2 separate regions of the Mus musculus genome follow, and region 1 is linked to region 2. Evidence: chromatin contacts called from public promoter capture Hi-C data. All regions are on one chromosome and are shown on one strand. Each heading gives the region's core, a stretch centred on a gene start, on an enhancer-like site or on the middle of the called end of the contact. The rest is flanking DNA. Distances are from core to core; before and after follow the strand shown.

Evidence for each region. Promoter capture Hi-C pulls out the DNA fragments that hold promoters and counts their contacts.
Region 1: a contact with region 2 is called in a promoter capture Hi-C map of second pharyngeal arch cranial neural crest. The contact joins the promoter of Cnnm3 here to the promoter of Mitd1 in region 2. A contact is called at or near these places in 4 of 39 promoter capture datasets (the 3T3-L1 cell line, liver, pre-B cells and 1 more), 1 of 115 datasets of contacts at active chromatin or transcription factors (astrocytes) and 1 of 9 other capture datasets (liver).

The regions. Positions count from the first base shown.
Region 1 is chr1:36,509,455-36,515,544 of GRCm38.p6, reverse strand. It overlaps Cnnm3 (cyclin M3), which reads right to left and starts at 3,678. Exons shown (of 8, transcript NM_053186.3): 1 at 2,392-3,678. The coding sequence starts at 3,634.
Region 2 is chr1:37,885,872-37,892,500 of GRCm38.p6, reverse strand. It overlaps Mitd1 (MIT, microtubule interacting and transport, domain containing 1), which reads left to right and starts at 2,090. Exons shown (of 7, transcript NM_026913.3): 1 at 2,090-2,341. The coding sequence starts at 2,191. Mrpl30 (mitochondrial ribosomal protein L30) reads right to left here and starts at 2,024. Exons shown (of 6, transcript NM_027098.3): 1 at 1,917-2,024.

The DNA.
Region 1 (6,090 bases), core at 2,429-4,928, 1.4 Mb after region 2:
GACATGTCTTTCCTATTGATACAGGTCAACCAGAACTTGCTCTGGCAAAGCGTACACCATTGTCCTTCATGAGACTGAGAAACCTAAAGAGACTTTGGAGCATCAAAGGGACAGCGATGGTCCTTATACTCCTCTCCTAACAGAAGGCTTATGATGATTCTGGAAGAGATGGACCCTATCTGTCCAGGGTCACCCTTAAAAGGCTAATTTGCTGGGCGCTAACAAATACCATCTCCCAGGAAGGAGTCACTAGACTGACAAGCACACCAGATCTCAGTCTCTCTCTCTCTTCTTTGATAAACTAACAGAGCGAGAGAGCCGTGGCAGTCTTCCTAGGACCTGGGAACTCGAAGTAGGCAGGGCTGGCTCCCACTCTGTGAGAAGTGACAACAGCCCAGACACTATACTACCTACTCACTCCCTAGAAAGAGTCTGCAAGACCAAGATCTAGGATAAAGCCAGGACACACCTGAGAGGCCAGACACAATCAGAGCTGCCCACTTAAGCCTCCTGTTCACTTATTCATGATCTATATACAGGTCTCCTGCACAGACAAGGGAGACTGGGAATGCAGGGTGCCCGTCAAGAGCCTGGCACACGCTGAGTTCAATACAAGAGCAGCGAGCTCATCACATCAGAGAGCTGCCTCTTGCAGTGGCTGTCCAAGAAATCACTGACAGGCCCTGGGGCCTGAGACCCACTTCAGGGGGGCTTGCTCCATTTGCTACACCCTATCATGCAGCCCAATCCAGCCAGAGCCCTGGTGCACATCCACCCTCCACTCCAAGGAAGCACGTCTGGTGCGCAGGAGCACCCATGCTCTGCAAAGCAGCCCAAGGAGGAGCATGGAGTGTTATAGAGGAGCCTATACCTTGTTTTTGTTTCAAGACTGTGTAGCCCTGGGTGTTCGTGCACTCAGACATCCGCCTGCTTCTGCTTTCCTAAGTGCTGGGACTGAATGTATGTGCCACCTGTCCCCTAGGGGTCCACATTTAAATATGTGGAGCGGCTCATAGTTTTTACTTTCAACTTTAGATGTTCACATGTATTTGCTCTTGCAGAAGACCTGGGTTTTGTTGCCAGCACCCATACGGTGCCTCACAACCATTTGTAACTCCAGTTCTGGGGGATCCGAAGCCCTCTTCTGACTGTCTCAGGCACCAGACACACACACCGTGTACATAAACACATGCAGGCAAAACACTCACACACAGAAAATAAGTACATCTTAAAAAACAAAAAAGGGCTGATCGCCAGGCCGTGGTGGCGCCGCCTTTAATCCCAGCACTCGGGAGGCAGAGGCAGGCAGATTTCTGAGTTTGAGGCCAGCCTGGTCTACAGAGTGAGGTCCTGGACAGCCAGGGCTACACAGAGAAACACTGTTTCAAACAAACAAACAAAACAAAACAAACAAACAAAACAAAAAAATAGGGGTTGCTCAAAAAGAATGAAAGGAGACATTAAGGTAAAAAAGGGGAGAATGGAGATGGGGTTAGGGAAGAGCAGGTAGCTGACATGCACTGAAAAACAATTTAAATGAAAGAGAGGAAGCAAGAGCACCAGAGGATGCAGGGTTCAGTTCCCAGGACCAGCAGGGTGGCTGGCTGTAATTCCAGTCTCAAGGAACCTAGCGCCTTCTTCTGGCTTCCATAGGCACTGCATGCATGAGGAACAACACAGGCACTCATAAACATAACAATAAAAATCTCAAAAAAAAAAAAAATTAAGAGGGAGAAAAAAGCCAGGAAGGAAAATTAAGTCATTATTCATGAGTTGCTTCCGATGACATTAAAATGGAAGTTCTCTCAGTACCCACAGTAAGTATTATGAGTCCTTTCTAATCCCACAATCTGAAAGGGCCAGGAACCATTACAGGTCCAGCTAATTTAATGCTAAAAAGGCAAAGACAACAGTTTCCAGTTACCTAACCCTCTTGACATCATTTTAGTTACTATCCAAGAATCTGGGGCAACTAGGAAGCCCAAGTGCACAATACAGCCCAGGAGAAGGAAACCTCTGGGATTAGAGCCAAGTAGGCATGCTTGCTGCCTGCCAATGGATCTTTTTATTCATTCATTTACTTTTGAGACAGAATCTTTAGTCCAGGCCGGCTTCCATCCTTCTAAGTAGGTAGGCCACTGCTTGGGTTTATGTGGTACTGGGTAATGGTCAGGGCTTCATGTATGTTAGGCAAGCACTGAGCTACATCCCCAACTTTTTTAAAATTTTCTATTTAACAAACAGGGTAACCACCTTCCGATCCTCCCGCATCAGACTCCCATAGCACTTCCTTCCGCTTCTAAAAGGTGGGTCTTTAAATATTTCCAAAGGTCATTCGCAGGTACAAGGCCATCACTTTCTGGGGCCTTTCTAACAGGGGCGTCCCCTTACCTCGCTTGAACTCCTCCAGGACAGCGTCCAGTTTGGTATCGTTGAAGACAAAGTGGAGTGGATGGTTGTAGAAGCGGGTGATGGTGCTGAGCGGTGTGCAGTCCTCGGGCTCAACGATAGCCAAGTCTTTGAGGTAGAGCATGTCCACGATGTTGGAGCGCTCCTCCTCGTACACTGGGATGCGCGTGTGGCCGCTCTGCATGATGCTGGCGAGGACGCTGAAGTCTAGGACAGTGCCGGAGTCCAGCATAAAGCAGTCTTCGAGCGGCGTGAGCACGTCCTCCACGGTCCGGGAGCGCAGCACTCCCTTGCTGAGGTCGCTGTAGGGGTCGCCGCCGCCGCGCGCCAGCTCCAGCACGCGCTCCCGCAGACGCCCCGGCCGCGCTGCCAGCTCCAGCAGCTGCCCGACCGGCAGCGCCACGGGCAAGGTGAGCAGCACCGCCAGGCGGCTGAGGCCCAACGCGCGCGGCGCCAGCGCCAGCGCCCAGCGTCCGCTCACGGCGGCCGGCAGCACCTCACCCACCAGGAACACCAGCCCCGCGCAACCCAGCACGGCGGGCACGGCGCGCTGGCCCGCCGCCCCGTACAGCAGCACGGCCAGTGCCGCCTGCGCCAGGCTGGCCAGAAGCAGCAGCGCGCCCAGGGCGCAGCCGGCCCAGCGCCGCGCGGGTTCCAGGCGCCGCGCCGCCGCGCGCTCCGCCTCCGAGCCGCTCTCGCGCAGCACCTGCACCTCGGCCGGCGCCAGCGCCAGCGCGCTCAGCTGCAGGCCGCGCGCCACCGCCGCCAGGGCCAGCAGCCCGGCCGCCCCCAGCCCCAGCGCCCAGGGCGGCGCCGCCTCCTCCGCGGCCCCACCACCCGGCTCCACGCGCACCGCCAGCAGCGCGGAGCGCGGGTGGCCGGCCTCGGCGCGCAGGCGCAGCAGCGCGCGCCACTCGCCCGTCGGGGCGGCCGCCTCCTCGGGCTCCGTGGCCCGTCCGCCCTCCGGGCAGCCTGCGCCCTCGGCGGCTACCCAGGTCCAGGAGCTGTTGGCCAAGCCGGAGCAGAAGAGTCGCAAGCACAAAGTGGCCTCTGGCGCTGCCCTTCCGCGCAGGGAGCCCGCGCCCGGTGCGCTGTCCTCTTCCGTGCAGAAGTTCAGCAGTCCCGCGCCCGGCGCCGGCGCCGCCTCCCCTGCGGTGCTGCCCAGACAGAACGCGGCAAGCACCCAGCCCAACCAACCCACCACAGCCGCAGCAGCCGCCGCCATGGCCTGCTACCCCTTCTGGGCCTCGGGCGCAGCCTACCCCACTCACCCGCGCCTCTGTTGTTGCAGCCAATCGGCGCGGGCCTCCGCGTCACTTTGACCAATAAGCGGCTGGCGGGGGCGGGCTCTGGGGAGAACTAGGCTGCGCCGGGGAGTAAACAAGCGGCGCGGGGCGGGGCGAGCCGGAGGGGCGTGGGGCTCCGCAGGCAAGGGAGGACGCGGGGCGGCTGTCTGGGACGGCCTCGGAGTTCCCGGCGCGTGTGGACGAGCAAAGGAAGGTCATTAACCCTCTGGCCAGCAAGGCTAAGGGCTGAATAAGAACCAGGGACTGGGCACAGGGAAACCTGGAGTCGTTTGTTTAAAACATTTTCTTATCATTTGTATTTGTATGTGGGTTTGCGCTTGCGAGGGCAGTGCTTTGGGCAGACGCAAGAGGGCGTCGAATTCCCCCTGGAGCTGGAGTTCCAAGCTAATGGGAAGCTGTGCTGGGAACTGAACTCTGGTCCTCAGCACACATTCTTAACCTCACCCAGCTCTATTGGTTTGTTTTAAAGCTAAAGTCTCTTAGCTTTGCGTTGGGCTCTGTGGATATCAAGACAGACACCTGCTTTTGAGGAAGATGCCTTGATAGGAAGGTCCATAGTAAATACTCAAACCCAGAAAAATCTGTTTCCTTGAATCTTCACACTTGTTTCATGTAATTAAGCTTACAATAAAACGATGTTTAGAGACTGATTCTGTGTGCCTTTGGTTTCTGACATGCACCTGACATTCGGGTCATTCAGCCATGCAGGGAGATAGCAGCTGTCAGGAATTTCCATACATGCTAGCTTCACAACCACAGTTTATTCTGATTCCTCGGGTTGAGAAAGCTGTTTGAGAGGGTTCTTTTTGTCCTTATTTTGGAAGACACCTGCATGATCAGATGGAGCATTCTTCGTTCATTGTATGTGGTCTTTATGGGATTAGCTTCTCTATGGGTATCCCTGTTTTTTGCATTTTTCTCTCTACTTTCTCCCTAAATGTACTAAGACATGTACACATCTTATACATATGTTTTGTTTTGTTTTGTGTCTGTGTGGGCCCAAGTGTATGTATGTGTGTTGTGTATGCAGGTGCCGAAGGAGGCTAGAAGAGGGCACTACATCCCCTGGAACTAGAGTTGACATTTGTGAGCCACCATGTTGGTTCTGGGAACCAGGCCTTCTGCAAGAGTGGTAAGTGCTCTTAACCACTGAGTCCATCTCTCCAGCCTCTTGAATTTTTTTTCTAAAATGGATTCTGTAGACATAACTGAAACAGTCCCACATGGCATATGTGCATACACGCAAACATACACATACAAACATCAATTTTTTTTTTGAGACAGTGTTTCTCTGTGTAGCCCTGGCTGTCCTGGAACTCTGTAGACCAGGCTGGCCTCGAACTCAGAAATCCACCTGCCTCTGCCTCCCAAGTGCTGGGATTAAAGACATGTGCCACTACTGCCTGGCCAAACATCAATTTTAAAATAACAATAAAAAAATGTAACAAAGCAAACACCTCATAAATGGGGGCAAGGTATGATCTCCCTGGCTAGCTTGTGCATCTTAGCTCCATGTGCTCTTCATTTGCTCGTGTGACAAGCATTTCCTACACTGAGTGTGTGCGGGACAGGTAACTTCCCAAAGGCTGGAACTCTGGCAGGGACAACAGCTTCCACCCTCGTGGTGCTCAGAACCAGTGCTGGGATCCCAGGAAACATTTTAAGACCCGGTTGGAAGTGTTATAAGGAGAGGACGAGGAAACATTGGGGAGATGATGCTAACGGAGATGTAGGTAATCAAGGAGGGAACATTTGAACAGAGGTTGATATGAGGGGCAAGCCTTATAAGGTCTGGGAAGAAAGGTCCCAGAGAGAAGTGACAGGAGGGGCGAAGGCCTGGGACAATGATCTCTTCCCCACAAAGCTAGAGCAGCTGGTATGTCGCAGGGGTTCAGCACCAAACACACTTGTGATGGACAACAGACCGCTCCAACTTTATCCCATCTCTGTATACACGGCTCCAACTTCATCCCATCCCTGTATACACATTTCTACGTTAGCCTTTCATTTGGGGTATTCTTTCCATTGCCTACCCAAGTGCAAATCTTTTTCCCCTGATGGCAGGGCCTTCCTTTGTAGCCTAGGCTGGCCTCAAATTCCTGATGCTACTGCCTCAGTCTCTTGTGTGCTGAGATGACACGTGCCAGCACGAACAGCTTACCCAGGGTACTGGAAGAAAGGAAAGCAAATGGAGACCAGCCAGCTCAAAAACAACGTTACCAACCAGGGCTGGGCGTGGTGGCACACATCTCGAATCCCAGCACTTGGGAGATAGAGGCAGGTGAATCTCTGAGTTTGAAGCCAGGCTGGTCTACAGGGCAAGTTCCAGGACAGCTAAAGGTACATAATAGAAACCCTGTCTCAAACAAACGAA
Region 2 (6,629 bases), core at 841-3,340:
CAATACACACTACATTGGTGTCTGAGTTGGATCCTGGAATATAATAGGACATGGACACCCAACAAAGCTAAAGAAATCTGTCTTAATAAAGCAAATGACGTTAATAACGTACCAATTTGGTTCAGCAGCTGCACTGAGCACCCTACACTAATATTTGATGATAAAGGCAGAAACTGAGCAGGGAAGGTACAGGTCCCTGTACTAAGCTTCACTCACCACTTCTCTTGAAATCTAAAATTGCCTAAAGCTAAAAGCTCATTTATTAAAAAATAAATTAAAAAAAATTAAAGCTGGAACTAGGAATATGTTTCAGAGGTACAACGCTTACCTGGCATGCATGAGTTTCTGGGTTCAACACCTAGTTGAAGCTGGAGGTCTTCTCCCTATTTTGGCTCAAACCTTCTCTTGTCAACAGGTCTACCTGGATCACGCTGTTTCAGTCCTGAATGAGGACTACCTCCACCAAACAGCTTAACATTCGCAGCCACAGCCCTGCCAGCACTTCTGCACCTTGCCTTACTTGAGTACTCGTGTTCTATTGTACTTTGCTGGTTTACCATTTAGTGGCTGTCTCCACTCTGTACACGGGACAGTGCCAGAAGACAAGGACTTTATATTTTGGTTTGGATCTGCTCAAGTCATAGATGTGTCTCTCAAAGCAGCTTCGGCACTCAAGATTCTCTGCTGAAGTTTAATTTCAGATATAAGCAGGCAGCACCATCAAAACTGCTTTTTGTTGTTGTTGTTTTTCCTTTTGGTGAGGGAAGGTACTGGGGATTGAACCCATAGCCTTGCATACAGAATATAAGTGCTCTGAGCTGCAACTCATTTCAATACAGTAGGCATTATTCTTATGTGCGTAGCTTTTGGACCTTGAAGCAATTATACTGCCATCTACTGTACAACAACTTTCCTCTGTACTGTTGCAAATACCAGAAAAATGGGGCTGGAGACATGGCTCAGCAGTTATGAGCACTGGCTGCTCTTCCAGAGGTCCCACATTTAATTCCCGGTGACCACCTGGAAGCTTACAAATGTTTTTTTAACTCTATCTAGTTCCAGGGGATCTGACTATCTTCTGGCCTCCATGGGCACTACACGCACATGGTGTAGATATGACAGGCAAAACACCCATACACATAAAAATAAACTGAAAAATACCATTTATCACATGGGATATATAACCTATTTCTATTTTCTAATATGTTAATATATGAGTATACACAGAAAAACAAAAGGCTGCCAAAACCATTTTTCCTCTCCCTCACCCCGAAAGGTTTGCTGGAGTTTTGTTGTTGTTTTGCTTTTTTACAATGGTTATGCACGTAAACAGCTCTTTACCCCTAAACTACAACACCAGCTCGTAAGTGGTTCTTTAATTAATTTCTCTTTCTAAAGGGTCAAGGTATATATCTATAACGAGGAGTGAACATTCCTGAAAATACAGAACACTGAATTTCCCGTGCAATCAACCGCGTTCTCTGAAATCAACAAATGTCTCTCTTCTTCGAATTCCCAGGACGTAAAGGTAGTAGGCAGCCGTCATAACGGCCTCTCAGCCACCAAAAGCAGCTGCTTTAACAAGTGACAATCACAGGGGCCTGCAAAATCACTGTCTTTAATAAACAGCAACTCCAAAAACTCAGCACTCTAAAATCGCAACATCTTAAAATTAAGCAAGTTTTGCCTTCTTAAAAAAAAATAATAAATTTCACTGACGCTTGGATGGCTCGGACCTAGATCTACACGAGTGAGACTCTCAGAGACACGCGCGTCGCAGCACGACTCGAATAAAGTGACAACCTGGCTGCTTTCAGAAGATCAAGAAATAGGTCTGCGGGACCTCCAACTCGAAACAGAAAGAAAGTCATTTCGTAACTGCAGAGAGAGCCTCTAGCTCCCACGACCGCACTCACCGGCGACCGCTGTGTCCACTCCGAACGTCCCCGCAGCCGGAAGGAGAGGAACAGAGGCAGGTGGACCCAGTGCAACATTCAAACCACGCCGTTGCCGTCACAGACCGTACGGTTCTTTGGTTCCGGGAAAGGTTTTTTTTTTTTTTTGTCCCGGCCCATTCACAACGCGCCATAGAAGACAGCGCAGGCGCAGCGGCGTCACGCGTGCGCTTCCTGGAAGCGCAGTGGGTCAGCTCTTGGAATTTGCTGGCGGTGCCCAGGAGTTGTCACAGTGATGGCTAAGTCCAGCCTGGGACAGGATTCCGATAGCACTGCGGCGGTGGCGGTACTAAAGCGGGCAGTAGAGCTGGATGCAGAGTCCCGGTACCAGCAGGCTCTGGTGTGTTACCAGGAGGGGATTGACATGCTCTTGCAGGTTCTGAAAGGTGAGCGAGTTTCGGTTTCCGCTCTGTCTGGGACTGAGCGGAAACTTAAGAAAACGAAACTTACTAACTACCAGGAAGCATTCAAATTCAGGAGTTATATTCTGATAATCTGCAGGACAACGGAGGTGGTGGCCTTTGCAATAGACCGATGTTATCGCTAAGGACCATAAGAGGCATAACCAAATATAATCTATAAGGCTTGATAGGTCTTGCGTTTGAATCAATTTTATTCTTCGTTGTTGTCAGTTTGTGACATGATTTTTCTCCTTCCTCTGGCTCACCTTCCTGCCCTCACCCCAACTATGATCCATTGAGTTTCACTAGGGTGGAAGTTTGTTTACAGAGCTATGTGCACGTTACCAGCGACTACAGCACTGACTAAATTGTCTCTCCCTCCTCCATCAATGATTATATATTCATTCTCAAGATGGGGGTGCATTCCACGGCCATTTATTCTATGTGCACCAACCAGTTGTCAGTCTCTGCAGTCACTACCCGGTACTGGTGGAAGAGGCTTCTCTGACCATGTGGACTACAGCACTGCTCTATGGGCATAAACATAATGAGGTAGAGGGCAGTTTGGCAGATACATCATGTTGATTTAATAAAACTACAGCAGTAGTAGTACGGCCCCTAGGGCCTAGGACCGCCACAGTCTTGATTTTTAGTTAGGTATAAAGTACCAGATGAGAGTCCCTCTTGTCAAGCAGACTTCACATCCAATCAGAAAGCAGTTGGGTACCACATTTACCACGATTGCGCCAATGGGCTCATCTTTCCCAGATGGTTGGTTTTAACAGAGGGAGTGGCTGAGTAAGACATTTCTCCCCCAGCAGCTTGAGTAGCACCATCCAACACCGTGGTACTATCCAACAAGGAGGACGCTTTCAACCAGCTCCAGTTTGTTCTCGACCTGTGGTCAAGGCATGTGGCATCTTTAGCAATAGGGTCTTATGAATGAGTTTTGATGGACATCCAAAAGCAGGGGCAATCCTGTATTGTTTGGGGGGAACTCACAGCCCACTCTCAGCACTGGGGTGTATCTATCTATCTATCTATCTATCTATTTATTTTTCCTATTTATTTGTTTAGTAAGTTGTGTTTCTGGGAGCAGCTTTATCTATCCACAGAGAATACCTCCACTTAAAAATTTTTTTTTCTCTCTCTCTCTCTCTCTCTCTTTTTTTTTTTTAGCTTGCTGTCCTAGTTAGGGTTTCTGTTGCTGGGATGAAACACCATGACCAAAAGTAAGCTGGGGAGGAAAGGGCTTATTTACTTCCACATTGTAGTACATCATTGAAGGAAGTCAGGACAGGAACTCAAACAGGGAAGAAACCTGGAGGCAGGAGCTGATGCAGAGGCCATGGAGGAGTGCTGCTTGCAGGCTGGCTTGTTCATCATGGCTTGCTCAGCCTGCTCTCTTATAGAACCCAGGACCACCAGCCAGGGGGTGGCTCCATTCACAATGGGCTAGGCCCTTCTCCATCAATCACCAATAAAGAAAATACCCTACAAGCTTGCCAGAGGCCAAACCTATGGAGGCACCCCTCCTCAGAGTTTCTCTGTGTAGCCGTAGCTATCCAAACTCTCTCTGTAGACCAGGCTAACCTTGAACTCATAGATCTGTCTCCTAAGTGCTGAGATTAAAAAGACATGTGTCATAACGCTCAGCTAGGCATTTTCTTAATTGAGGTCCCCTCCTCCTCTCAGATGACTTAGGCTTATGTGAAGTTGACATAAAACTATCCAGCACTTACCAAGTATCAGTACTGTCAGTGTTAGCTAGTGCTCTCCTCCCCAGGCATGGCAGCTAGTTTTATGTCAAGTTGACCCAAGCTAGATTTACCTGAAAGGTGGGAAACTCAATTGAGAAAATGCCCCCGTAAGGTCTATGATTAGCAAAAAAAAAAAAAAAAAAAGGAAGGCCACAGTGTATATCTCTGGAGGTGAGAGAACAATTTGGCAGAGTCACTTCTCATTGTCATTTATGTCTCAGGGATGGAATTCAGGATTTCAGAGTTAGTGGCAAGCACCTTAACCTGGTCTTAGTTAGGGTTTTACTGCTGCAAACAGACACCATGACGAAGGCAGCTCTTATAAAGGACAACATTTAATTGGGGCTGGCTTATAGGTTCAGAGGTTCAGTTTATTATAATCAAGGTGGGAGCAGGGCAGCATCCAGGCAGGCATGGTATTGGAGGATCTGAGAGTTCTACATCTTCATCTGAAGGCTACTAGTGGAAGACTGACTTCCAGACAGCTAGGACTAGGGTATTAAAGCCCACTCCCACAGTGACATACCCACTCCAACAAGGTCACGCCTACCCCAACAAGGGCACACCTCCAAATAGTGCCACTCCCTGGGCCAAGCTTATACAAACCATCACACCTGCCATACTATCTTGCTGGCCCCTGTATTGTGCTTCTGTAACACTGTTTGTGGGAGATAACTGGCAATAGGGGAGCTGTATCAATCCCTTGCAGTGGCCGGCACCTCAGTGACCCTTCTCCACTCAGAGGCTCTGTGCTTCTTAATGTTGTCACACAGGACACACACAGCCTCCTGTTTATGAACCTTTGAAGGAGGGGGTACACTCAAACCATATCCAAGAGAAGAGAGGAGATGTTCATTGTTCAGAGGAAATACACAAAGGATAAAGCCAGTAATGAATGAGAATGATTATACCTAAAGCATTGTGGGTGAGGAAGGGGTAGGAAGGAGGAAGAAAGGAAGGGGGAGAATCAAGAATGACTGACAGCATTCTGAGCTCCTCAGCTGAAGAGGGTGAGGAGGAGGGAGCTACAGCTCTGGGGATATCTCAGTTGGCTGAATGTTTATATAGCCTGCACAGAGCCTGGGGTTTCACTCTCAGGACTATATAAAACTGGGCATGGTGTTAGACACCTGTAATCCCAGCACTTGGGAGGTCAGAGGTTCAAGGTCAGTCTTGGCTACTTTTCTAATTTGAAGCTATTCTGGGCTACATAACATCCTTTCTTAAGGGAAGGGGGGAAAAAACAGGAAGAAGAGCAAAAAAGCCAACTCTAGTAGCATGTGAGTATTGTATGCTGGCTGGTAATTTTTTTTCTCGCACAGGTAAGGGGTAGGAATCCCGAAACTTCCTTATGTGTACCCTACAATTAAGTGAAGAAAATATTTCTAAGTAGTCAAGTTATAAGGAAGGGAATGGGGAAGGCTGGAATGAACTTTACTGGGTCAAAGTTGTCAGCATAACTCATGCTTTAAAATGCACATGCAGTCAGATAGAGACAGAAATACTTTATAAAGTGTGCAAGCCACATGGACTTCTAGCTGGCTGGCTGAGAGAGCCTAGAAGCCATGGTAAGATTGTCTTCTATAAAACTACTATAAAAAGACACAGGTTTCTGAAAAATGGTTGGTCGCACAAGGATGGAACAAGAAATTCAAAGATGAGTTTAAAACATGTCACATCAAAAGTAGGGAGTGCCAGGCCTGCTGGCACAGCCTGTAATCCCATTCTGTCTCTATCTGGCTGCATGTGGAGCCCGAGGTGGGCAGTTCACAAGTTTGAGGCCAGCACAGGCTAAGCAGTTCCAGTCCAGTCTAGGATACATAGGGTGATCCTGTCTTGAAACAACAACTACCTTGCAAAACCTAAGAGTGAGAAAGAATTCAAAAGGGAACAGACCATGTTGAAAGAAGCACAGTATCTCTGAATTGCACACTACAGCTTAAGACCAATACCCACACTTCAGCAGGTGGAACGTGAGGGTTACAAGGTACTCTCCTACAGAGGAATAGGTAGTGATGACTAGAGAAATTTAAACTAACCCTTGTTATAATCAGTGACAAAACACACATGCATAAATCCACCTAGAAGGGCCGGGCGGTGGTGGCGCACGCCTTTAATCCCAGCACTCGGGAGGCAGAGGCAGGTGGATTTCTGAGTTCGAGGCCAGCCTGGTCTACAAAGTGAGTTCCAGGACAGCCAGGGCTACACAGAGAAACCCTGCCTCGAAAAAACAAAAACAAATAAAAACAAAACAAATCTACCAAGAAGGGCATTTGGCTTCTCTAATATTTTTGTCCCAAGTGCATAAATTCACTTTACTCATAAGAAGACAGCAAATAACTCAAACTAACACGCATTCTGCAACTAAGGTTTGTAGAAGGGTTCACAGCCTAGATTATCTGCTCATTTTACCTTGGATATGTAGCTCGAATTAATTCAGAGGCCTGAGGATCTTGTTCAGTGATAGCTCATGTTACCCATTTATTATGTTATCATGAGCATCCATTAGGCTC